Linked DNA regions of Sus scrofa: region 2 is linked to region 1. A link is a contact called in public Hi-C data. All regions are on one chromosome and are shown on one strand. Each heading gives the region's core, a stretch centred on a gene start, on an enhancer-like site or on the middle of the called end of the contact. The rest is flanking DNA. Distances are from core to core; before and after follow the strand shown.

Region 1 (5,928 bases), core at 2,870-5,369:
TTTGATCCCTAGCCTGGGAACCTCCATATGCCTCAGGTGAGGCCCTAAAAAGACCAAACAAGAAAAAAAAAATCTCTCAGAAAGGCTTCAGGTCTCAGGTCAAAGGTTCGCTCCTCTGAGAGTCCTAGTCTGACCACCCTATCTAAAGTTGAACTGTCTCCTGATTTATGTTATTCATGGTACTTATTACAATTTATAATTCCCTTATCTGTTCATGTGCTTTTTCAAAAATGTATTTTATTGTAGTTGATTTACATTATTAGTTTCTGGTGTATAGCAAAGCGATTCAGTTTTATATATAATATATATACATGTGTACGTATTTGTGTGCGTGTGTGTATGTATATATTCTTTTTCATATTCTTTCCATTACGGTTTATCACAGGATACTGAATACTGAATACTGTGTTATACAGTAGGAACTTGCTGTTTATCCATTTTGTATGTCATAGTTTGCATCTGCTAATCCCAAACTCCCAGTCTATCCCTGCCCTACTTCTCCTCCCCCATGGCAACAGCAAGTCTGTTCCTTGTCTGTGAGTCTGTTTCTGTTTCATAGATAAATTAGTGTCATATTTCATATTCCACACACGAGTGATATCATATGGTATTTGCCTTTCTCGTTCTGACTTACTTCATTTAGTATGCTAATCTTTACGTCCATCCATGTTGCTTCAAATGGCATTATGTCGTTCTTTATGACTGAATAGTATTCCATTGTGTGTGTGTGTGTGTGTGTGTGTGTGTGTGTGTACACACACATATATATATAGTATATATATTTAGTGTATATATATATATATATATATATATATATAGTATATGTACTACAGCTATACAGTATAGCTCAGGCCAGGGAGTCAGATCTGAGCCACACCTGTGGCAACCCTGGATCCTTTAACCCACGGTGCCAGGCTGGGGATCACACCTGTGTCCTGGTGCTATAGAGACGCTGCCTTTCCAGCGTGGTATAGGCCACATTGGGAACGCCTATACCTCAGCTTCTTTATCTTTTCATCAGTGATGGACGCTTAGGTTGCTTCCATATCTTGGCTACTGCAAATAATGCTATGGACACTGGGGTGCATATATCTTTTGGATTTAGTTTTGTCTGGATCTATGCCCAGGAGTGGGCTTGCTTGTTCATGTGTTTTATCTGCTCCCAAAACAGTAGAAGGTAAGAACTAAGTGGGACACTGATCTTAGTATTTTTCACAGTGGAAAGTCACCGTAGCTTCGCAGTGTGATGGTGCACGGCAGGCAGGCAGTGATGGCGGTAATAATGTGTCCTCATCATCTGCCTCTCACTTCACTTTCTAGCTTCATTTCCATCATTCCCCACAACGGACTTTGTAGTTGCTACTTCAAAAGTTTCCCTTTCTTGGGAGTTCCCATTGTGGCTCAGCAGAAACACATCTGACTAGCATCCAAGAGGTCACAGGTTCGATCCCCAGCCTTGCTCAGAGGGTTAAGGACCCCGAGTTGCCATGAGCTGTGGTGTAGGTGACAGCTGCAGCTCAGATCCCACATTGCTATGGCTGTGGTGTAGGCAGGCAACTATAGCTCCAATTCGATCCCTAGCCTGGGAACCTCCATATGCCATGGGCGTGGCCCTCAAAAGAAAAAAGTTTCCCTTTCTCCAAATGAACTTTGAATTATTTGGGAGTTCCCTGGTGCCTTGTGTTTAAGCCTCCAACACTGGCACTGCTGTGGTGTGGGTTTGATCCCTGGCCTGGGATCTTTCACATGCCATAAGTGCAGCCACAAAATAAATAAACAAATAAAATTACATGCACTTTTTCTTCCCCTGCCATGCCAGGGACAGGATGGATAACCTGCTGAGCCACACGAGAACTCCCAGCTTTTCTCTCTTCAATTGTGTCTTCTACATGACATGCTCTTCCTCCTCCTCCTGTCCTAGCTTTTCTATCAGGACTTTTTTTTTTTTTTTGGCGTACCTGTGGTATGTGGAAGTTTCCTGGCTACGAAAAGAACATGCCAACAGCAGCAACCCGAGCTGCTATAGTGAAAACACATATTCACCATATTTACCAAGTAACATGGTATTAGCACATTCTAGGTACTAAATAAATATTCTTTGGTTGTGCTGTCTTCCTGCCTCACTCTATGGAAGGCAGAAACAAAAATGGTGCAACTGAAGATGGAAAGCGTGGAGGTTTAACATGCATCTTGTCCTCACTGCCTGCTGAGACACCAGGCAGAGGACAGTTATAAGCTCAAGAAGTTCCCTCTCTTTAATTCATAAAGTACATCATCAGTACCTGTCTTTATGAGCAATTTTTAAATACATGTATATATATATTGATTTTTAGGGTCACGCCTGCAGCACATGTAAGTTCCCAGGCTAGGGGGGCGAGTTGTAGCTACAGGCCTATGCCACAGCCACAGCAATGCGGGATCTGAGCTGCATCTGCCACCTACACTATACCTCATCCAACACCAGATCCCTGACCCACCAAGCAAGGCCAGGGATCGAACCTACATCCTTATGGATACTAGTCAGATTCATCTCCGCTGCTCCACAAGGGGAACTCCCAGGACCTGGCCTTAATATTTTGATATAACAGGATCTCAGATTTTCAATTTTTTTTTTTTTTTTTTTTTTTGCTTTTTTAGGGCTGCACCCAAGGCATATGGAGGTTCCCAGGCTAGGGCTTGAATCAGAGCTGCAGCTGACAGCCACAGCCACAGTAATGCCAGATCTGAACCAAGTCTATGACCTACACCACACAGCTCATGGCAACGCCAGATCCTTAACCCACTGAGCAAGGCCAGGGATCAAACCTGCAACCTCATGGTTCCTAGTCAGATTTGGTTCCGCTGCACCACGATGAGAACTCCAAGATGTTCAAAATTTTAAGGTCAGGTCTACCACTGGGCCCCCAACTAAAGCCACCTTGATGACAAGAGGGTAAAGGAATAAATAGAATTGAGAATCAAACACGTCTGTCTCTAGATCATTGCCGTTTAATAGAAACGAGCGCCACATATATAATTCAAATTTTTCTAGTAGCCACACGTTGAAAAGCAAAAACAGGAAAAACTGTCATATTTTCTACAATGCAATAATTATAAAAACACAATATAAAAAATTGTCAGGTTTTTCACATTCTTTTGTTCATACTAAGATCTCTGAAATCCGTGTGTAATTTATACTCACAGCACATCTTAAACGGACTAGCGTCATCTCAAGTGCTCAAAAGACACATGTGGCTACCCTCCTGGACAATTCGGGTTTAGTGCCCATGCTCTTCCCACTGACAGAGCCTTTAGAAGGCTAGTCCCACTAGATAGCAGTGAAAACAGGGAAATCCTTTGTCAAACAGGATTCCTGAGGATGTACAAATGCATAGTGATATAAAGAATTCAGAACTTTCCTTTGTTTGATTCCTTCCCTCCCCGCCATCAACCTTCTTTGTGACACTTTGGAACGCTTCCTAAATTCGAAAAAGTAAGGAATGTCAGAGTCAAGTCTGTCTCAGGCACTCTTTATCAAACTTCTGCTGGAGGTGGGGAGGAAACTCCCAGATCCCACCCCAGGGCTAGAAAGAGCTACCAAACACCTCTGGGAAACTACCAGCGAAAGGGCCTTGGCTAAAATCCCAAGGATCACTGCTGTCTCGGCTTCCATTGAATGACAGCTTTATCAGTGAGTTCCAGTGCACCAACAGTTACAGAGATAAAATTAGCTCTTGTTCCCGAATCCTCTGTCCTCAGAGTACTACTCATTCAACAGATATTTCCTGAGAGCCTGCGTACATATCGGTGGACAGAAAAGCTCCAAAGTTCCGGGTAGGGGGAACCGAATCCAGTGGAATAGGAGGGAGTCGCAGTAACATCCCTGCGCCCTCTGTCCCCGGCTGTGCCAAGCACCCACCCCTCTTGCATTACAGCATTAAAGAGGTGCCACTGCCCTCGGAAGCAAGCATAACTCTCACTTTGCAGACAAGTACAAAGCGGATGAGTAGTTTGTTACAACCCAAGTGGCCCTGTCCTGAGCCTCGCGCTCGGCGGGCACCTCTCGGGGGCACGCGTGGGCGCCTCGATCTCCTCCAAGAGCCTCAGCCGACGCCGCCCGAGGGACAGCGCAGCCGCCGCGACCCCGGGCGGCGAGAACGGCCGGACCTCACAAGGCGCCGGAAGCGGCGCCTCTCTGGGCTCTCCCTCGCGCCGTCCATGCGCATCGCCCCCGTGGGCGACGACAGCGGTCCGACTCGAGCGACGCCCCGCCGCCGGGAGGGTTCCGCACCGCTTCCACCGCTCCCTGACACCGCCAAGGAAGCCGACAGGATTGGGGCGTAAATCGCCAGAGCGCCGGCCGGCGCGGGAACTACCTTTCCCGTGGGGCTTCGCGGCGGCGGGCCGCTGTTGCGCAGGCGCACGCACGGCGTGCGTGGCGGCGTCAGCGGTTCTAGAACGTTGCTGTGGTAGCGCTCGGGCGCCATGTTAGGACGAAGGGGAAGGAGGAGAAGCGCTTAAAGCGGCGGGAGCGGGTGCGGGAGTGGGGTTGGACCCAGGGCTGAGGCAGGCCCCCCCTCCCTCCCGCCTCAGTGGATCATGCCCAGGGCGGCAGCGGCGGCGGTTGCGGGGGGGAAGTGACTGGGCGGTGCCGGCGCAGGAGACGATGCCGTTGTAAGTGATTTGTATTCTGTTTTCTCTCGCACGCCGGCGGGGCCCGGGGGGCGTCAGGGGAGGGGGAGGGGGCGCGCGAGCCGGGCCCTCGCCCCGTGGGGGAGGCAGGCGGGACTGGGGCTCTTCCTGTTTCCTTTCCTGCTCGCCGCCGCACTTCCCCTTCTGCTCGGTTCCCGCTTCCCCCCACCCCTTCCTGGCTTCGGCGGCCGTCGGGCCGGGGGCTTTCCTCTTCCGGAAGGGCCGGAGGCACCTCCAACGCTGCTGCTCCCACTTCTCCGCTAAAAGGAAGGGGGTAAAAAACCCCCAGTGTCGGGGAGGAAGGCCCTGCTCCTCGCGGGGTCTGCATGCGCGGCGGGCTCGCCCCCCGGAGCCTCTCCGGCCCAATTCTCTGCCTGTGTTCCCGGCCTGCGTTTCCCGTTTCCAAGGTGCCTACATCGTGCGCCGCTGTTAATCCACTTCCACGTCTGAGCTTGATGAGCACTAGTTAAAAACCCAATTTTGAGCGTTGAGTCCCACGGTTTGAATTCCTCCCCCGCCCCAGTCCCCCACTCCCTGGCTTTTCAGCCGTCGGGAAAGGGGCACTTTCCAGGGTGCCCCCTCGAAAGGCGTTGCAATTACGACTTGCTCTCCCTATTTTGTTTTCATAGGGTAGCCGGATATCATCCTGCTTCCTCCTCTATCGAGTGGTACTTTGTGTTTTTCTGATTGTGCACTGAAAGCTAGTCCAGCTATGTCTTCTAATCTCACTAGGCCTACATTTATACTTTCTTTCCCTTGTAGGGTCTTTAAAAAGTTTTCTTTTTTCCTCTCAGAGAACGGGATGTAATGTGAGAACTCATTGTTGGGATGGAAAGATTACAGTCTTTTTTTTCCTGCGTTTATACGGCAGCGTAGAGGCCTGAATAGTGAGACTGCATTTCTTCCGTGTTTGAGGATTCACGTGTAAGAGATGAGGGGTCGAGTTCTCTTCTTTGTAGCCCCAAAACGAAGCATGAATTCATCCTTGACGTTTTACTTAAATGCAGAATAAAGATTTTATGGTTTCTAGACACCTAGTGTAGCACCTAAGCCTTTTTTTTTTTTTAAGTAAAAACTTCTTTTCTGCAAATAGCGCTGATCGTACAGTTTTACTTGTGTGTGTGTGTATGTGGGTGTACGTCTCTCTTTACAGGTGAGGCTCTTTGATACAGATTTTAAAGACATCTGTCACTTTTTACATGATGTTTTAAAAAGGAATTTCATGCTCCTTCCTCCCCCCCCCGTCATTTTTTGAGA
Region 2 (6,340 bases), core at 1,517-4,016, 270 kb after region 1:
ATAACCGTGATCTTGATACCAAGCTGCCAACTCATAAAAATCCATGGAGGGCCTCCAGTGTCCCAGAGTTGTATCCCCACCTACAGCACCTCAGAATGGCAGTCTCTGTGCCAGCAGCTTGGACTGATGTCCTGCCAGGCTCTGTACTGGGAGGACATCTTAGCACATGTGCGAGGTGTTGGAGACGGTGGCAGTTGCCTGGGGACAGAGTGCACTGAAGTAGCAGTTGAAGAGTAAGCTATCCCACCAGGCTGAGGCAGCCACGACCTCCAGAATAAGTACATTCCATTCCCACCCTGGGACACTCCAGGCCCTGTTGCTGATTTCAGTGCGATTCAAGGCCAGCTGGTGCCAACCCAGCATGGAAGCGGGGACATTTCTTCTGCACACGTTTGGTGAGGTTAGGGGAACCCGGTCATGAGGTGAAAGATGAGTTCTGTTCCAAGTCTTCTCAGCGTGTGTGGGTGTTTCTCTGTCTCTTTCTCTTTGTGTGTGCGTGTGTGTGTGTCTGTGTGTGTGTGTGTGTGTGTGTGTGTGTGTGAGGGAGAGATTCTCTCAGTGGATTCTGGCCACAGATTCTTGCCTGGGAATTCCACACCCATGAGATGTATGAATCTTGAGACCTCTTTTATTTTCTATTTTTTAGGGCCGCACCTGCAGCGTGTGGAAGTTCCCAGGCTAGGGGTCAAACCAGAGCTGTAGCTGCCAGCCTACATCACAGCCACAGGAATGCAGGAATCGAGCTGCGTCTGTGGCCTACACCACAGCTCATGGCAACACCAGATCCTTAATCCACCGAGTGAGGCCAGGGATCAAACAAACCCACATCCTCATGGATATTAACTGGGTTCGTTACCACTGAGCCACAATGGGAATTCCATCTTGAGACCTCTTTGCTGATAAATACTCATCGAGTGCTCCCTTTGTGCAAATGTTTCTGTTAAGGTCTCAGCAAGAAGCAGATAACACATTTGAAACAGGCTAATTTGAGGAGGGTTTATTTGCAATGAGACTTTGGCCAAGATGTGGGCGTGGGAACCACGGGGATGGAGCAGTAATCTTGGCTCAGCAGCAGTCGTGGTGTTATCAGCTGCATGTCCCGGGCACCATGGGAAGAAGCTGTCACTGTAAGCTGGAAGGGAGAGCAGGGAGCAGTGGCCTTCAGCTGAGGGCACTAGCCGACTGGAGGTGACCTTGCCGACAAGGATCCAGGGGAATACTTGCCTTCAGTGACATTTCTCTTTCCCTCCAGTTCTCTGTGGGGTTCCCTGCTGGCCAAATACACCAGAAGCCAGAGGCACAGGAACCAGCTCAGCTTCCTGGGGCCGCCGGCAGGCTGGAGGACCATCTGGAGCCAGTGAGAGTCCCTGGAGGGGCAAATGTGAGTCACCAGGCACATCGCCGCACTGTCCAAGGGGAAGTGTGATTCCAGGTTTTGTGAGGACTGAAGTCATGCAATTTGGGGGGGGGTCCACTTTAAGAAAATCGTACAAAAGTACCTTACCTTGGCAAACAACACCCCCCTCCCTCTAAAACTCCCTCTAACAGAAGGCTTTGGAAGAGACCTTGCTTAAGCTTCTCTAGTTTCTCTGTAAAGCTCCCTCTGCCTATGGCTTTGGTGATTTTGACCTAGAACAGTATCCTGGTCCAAGATAAGCTCACAGTCTCATGGGTGATGGAGGCTGAGACAATTGATTATAAAGCAAACTGTGGCATAAGGGAATTACAGATGGAATACTACAGAAGGTTAGGTAGGCACTGAAATAGGTTCGACAGACAGGTGGAATTTAGAGTCATGGCTAGGAGCGGACAGAATTATATTTATACTGTCTACTCTTTATTGAGCATCTACTACATAAAAAGGACTGTCTCGAGACTATCTCCTTTAGTCCTGACAGAAACAGGAAACTGAGACTCATAGAGGTTAAGTAATCTAGGTTATAAAGATACAGAGTGGAAGAGCAAGGATTTGATCTGCAAGCTGTTTGCTTCCAGAGCCAGAACATGGTATACAGAGCCAGGCTGCTGTGGGAGGAGCCTGCAGTGTGTGGATCCTCAGGTGGAAAAACGCAAACGCCAGTAGGCAGAGGAGGAACTGGGCCAAACCGGAACATAGGGCTGCTTTTACGTCCAACTCTTTGTCAACACATTTATTTATTTGCTTCTCTGTGACATTTATTTTTAAAAATATTTTATTAGAGTATAGTTGCCTTACAATGTTGTGTTAGGTGTATAGCAAAGTGAATCAGTCATACATGTAAATATACCTTTTCTTTTTTCCCCATATAGGTGATTCCTGCGGTATACAATAAACTGTCAGAATGTGTGTGATACTTACACTCCCAATTCTTCCCTCTGCCCAACCGTACACCTACGGTAACCTTAAGGTTGAATTTTTTTTTTTTTTTAACCAACATATTGGTTAAAAAAGCTACTGAGAATACTGGCAATATTTATTTCAGTTCTTAAGGCATTGCCAGGTACAGCATTCAACCAGAAAGATGGACTTAGAGGCGCTATACCACATTTCCCAGGTGCCCACGGGGCAAGAGGGACCGAGATCTTGCTTTGCCCGTAAAACACTACACTTCCCAGCATGCACTGGGTGCGCCGGTCCGCGGCTCCCGCCATGCCCGCGGAGGCGGAGAAGGCCGGCATAGGCTCCGCCCCGCTCGCGCGTTCCCACTCGCCCCGCCTCTCCCGCTCACCCGAGCCAATGAGAAGGCTCCATACTGCGGAGTGTGACGGGGCCGGCGCCTCAACTGAGTTGCAAGTCGGCGAAAGCGGCGGGAAGTTCGTACTGGGCAGAAGGCGACCGGTCTGCGGTTCCGGGTAGGGTAGCCGCGCGCGGAGCTGAGCAAGAGTGCCGGCGCCGAGCGGGGGCCGCGGAGAGGCTGTCGGCGGCCGGGCCGGCGCGGGGCGGCAGGGCAGCCGGGACCTCGGGAGGCGCCGGCGTCCTCTCTCGCCGGGTTTCCCTCAGGCCCCGCTGCGGCCCCGGGCTCCCTGCACCGGCCGGGCGGGTCCCCAAGGCTCCGTTGCCGGTTCTGAACGGCGTGTAGGCGGGTCAGACTTGCACGGCATCCTGGGCGCTCAGGCCGGGTCTGGGAGATGGCTTCTGTAGGCCAGATTGGATCAGCGGCGTCCCTCCGCGGTCTTGGAACTCACGTTCTGCAGGGGAAGCAGAATAGAAGCCAAACTGACCATTTGCAGAAGCGAGAGCTCTCTGAAAACGGGGACAGGCGTCTGTGGGCGGGAGTGATGGGCGGGGGTGGGGTGAGGAGGGCATCTCGGGAGGCGACGTTGGCCTGGAGACCTGAGATAGGGGCAGGAGCCTGCTCGCCCGGGGCTGGCGTTCCAGGCCTGGGCGCCTTTCTTAGCTGTCAAGGTCCGGCTGAGGCCCGGTGAGAGCGGCCCTTGCGGCAGGTTCAAGGCGTTCGAGCTCCGGTGGCGGAATTTTACAAGGGATTTTCGCGTGCCCCTGACAGCTGTTTTTTGTCCCGTCTTCGTAGCTGCAGGGTGGCACCTTTTGCTGATGCTGCTGTATTCGCGGGCGACAGATAGTTTTTCCTACCGTCGGAATAATTTTTGGCTCTGGTCTCAAAACTCTTAGGTGCTTTATTTAAATTCGACAAACGCACCAGGGTTTCCGGGTTGAGAGGGAAATGTGGTAGACCCTAGGTTTCAGTTAAGTCCACTCATTTTTTAACTTTTCTGTCAAGTCACCCCTCCCCCCGTTTTTTTTTTTTTCTTCTCTTCTTGCTATGTATTGACTCGTCCTTTCCCTCCCCCATCTCTCCTTGAAACAGTTTGGAGATACCAGTTTTGCTCTTGGGAAGGTGGTGGTTTTAAGAAACTGTTGAAGGGCCTCATTCATTATTATTTTTTTCTTTTCTTTTTTTTTTTCAACTAGAATTGCCCATCCGTTAAGCTGTAATTTACAAGATTAAAAGAAAATGTATGGCAGCATTATTTTTAAGCGTTCAGAATAAAGGCATCTTGCTTTTCATGACTTTGGAAGTGTGATGCTTTTGGGGAGGATTTAATGTACAATTTTAAAGTAGTTTCAGAGGGAGGCAAGGGTTTTTTGTATAATCATCTTATTCAGGTTATGTCTGTGCTGTCCAAAATGGCATATAGTAATTGGAATTACATTTACAGGTAGTTAAGGTCAGGTCATCCTCTGATATAGCAAGTTGTCACTTAACACTGGCTTTCTCTGCCGAAGCCGCCGTGGGTGCTGTTCTCTGTGCATCTCAGCGTTGCTGATCAGATTCTGGGTTAATGCAGTAACAACTTGAATTTGATGGCAGTAACTTGTGTTCAGCATTACTGTCCATTTAGTGCTGCTATCTACAACAGATGAGATTTAGAGTGTAAGGGCTTCTTAATGTTCAGTGTTGCAGAAATTGTGAGAGGATATTTGGTCAACAAATGAGAAAGCGGAGAAATGTGTCAAGCACAGAACCTGACATACAGTAAGTTCGTAAGTGCCCAGGAAATGGTTATATGGAAAGCTTATGCCGAGTCTTATTCCAGGATGCAAATGTATATTTTACAAATAACAGTCATGCATTCAAAATGTTGACAGACCCTAAAATTAACTTTCTTAAATAGGCCAGCTTTTTTTTTTAAATTGAGAACTAATGTGAAATAATAGTAAATAGGTAAGTGAAAGTCCCAGATGTCTAGGAAAGAAAAAAGATTTTTCTTGGACAGCTGTATGTATGTTTTTCCTTAAAGCCTTCCCTAGTAAGTTATGATGTGCTATAAGAAGAATTTTGATTTAAAAAGTAGAACTTTGAAAGTATTTTTGATTTGATAAATAGAACTTACTGGAAATGGGGCAGAGCTTAAACATTTACCTTATATATAACAAGTGAGGAAGGATGGTTCCTAGATTTACGCGAACAGTGCACATGCCGATATCTCCATGTAGCGGACAGGAACCCAAGGGAAGTTGAGTGCTGCCTCTTTGTGTGCGGTGCTGAGGCTTTCGTGGAAATTGGTCTTGATGGGTTGTGAGAATGGAAGGGTAACTGGATAGGACTGGAGAATATATTTCAGACTGGTAGGATATTTTGCAAGCTTGTCTGGGTTATTTTTCAGAGGGAGCAGCAGTGGACTCACATAATCACCAGATGTCTATGTCGGGAACCGTGCTGGGTGCAGAGTCTGTTCTTGCCATTGTAGTGTTTTGTTGAAGCAAGATTTCTTTTACACTGATAGAGGTCATTTCTTGTCGGCTTTGGCTACTTAGCACCCAGCACACAAGTAGTCAACTGTGTCTGGCACATTTGAAAAACTACACTCTTAGTGATAACATGGAATTTTTAGTAAGGGTGTACGATTAATTTAGAAAGGTGATAGCATCCTGACAAAGCATTTAGCTAGGTGGTGGAACCAAGATGTTTTTACTCGGGGATAGGTTTGGCCCTTTCGACCAATATTCCTGTGAGTATTTCTTACTTGCCGTTATAACGATGTAAGGAGGATCTTGCCCTTTAACATCTTCCGCCCTCACCTTCTGAAGGACACTTAAGTACTTCTCGTTCTGCGATCGATCGTTCTGCGATCGATCGATCATTGCTTTGAAGTAATTTCATTCACTCGCCCAGTTATTCCTGCTCCGTCTCTCCCAGTGTCGTCTTAAATCTTTACATTCAAACTCAAGCACATTCTACTCTTCTTTTCTGGATGGCGTATGGGCAACACTTGAAGAAAAACTCTAGAGAGCCTGGGGAGGTGTGAAGTCTGCCCTTCTCCCCATAATCAGAGTTTGGTTTTTAACATTCACCAATAAATGCTGATGACAAGAAACTGCTTTTAGTAACATTAGTCAGTAAATTTATTAAGAATTTCATTAAGATTTCCCCTTGTGGCTCAGTGATTAACAAACCTGACTAGCATCCATGAGTATGTGGGTTTGATCCCTGGCCTTGCTCAGTGGGTTAAGAATCTGGCGTTGCCGTGAGCTGTGGTGTAGATCACAGATGTGGCTTGGATCCCGCATTGCTGTGGCTGTGGTGTAGGCCAGCAGCTACAGCTCTGATTCTACCACTAGCCTGGGAACCTCCACATGTCGTGGGTGTGTGTGGCCCTAAAAAAACAAAGACGACAACAACAAAAAAACATTTTTAGCTGCAGCATTTTTGTCAACTTGGTTTGAATTGTATAATGTATTTAGTCTTTGTGTAGGTATGTGGATTTTGATGATTCTTGGCAGCAACTCCTATCTCTCTGTAGGTCTCTGGCCCATAGGATAGGAACTGGTACTTTCAGATTTGAAAATTAGGTAGATGCCATTCACACTGGCAGATACTTAGGGTGAATGTTAAACCTA

The links. A called contact is a pair of places that touch in the nucleus more often than the background predicts.
Region 2: a Hi-C map of liver shows a contact between it and region 1, with 3 times the contacts expected there. The contact joins the promoter of VRK1 here to the promoter of PAPOLA in region 1. A contact is called at or near these places in 2 of 47 Hi-C or Micro-C datasets (epiblast stem cells and liver).

What each region holds. Positions count from the first base shown.
Region 1 is chr7:117,671,964-117,677,891 of Sscrofa11.1, forward strand. It overlaps PAPOLA (poly(A) polymerase alpha), which reads left to right and starts at 4,120. Exons shown (of 21, transcript XM_021099683.1): 1 at 4,120-4,653. The coding sequence starts at 4,646.
Region 2 is chr7:117,940,218-117,946,557 of Sscrofa11.1, forward strand. It overlaps VRK1 (vaccinia related kinase 1), which reads left to right and starts at 2,767. Exons shown (of 13, transcript NM_001243688.1): 1 at 2,767-2,832.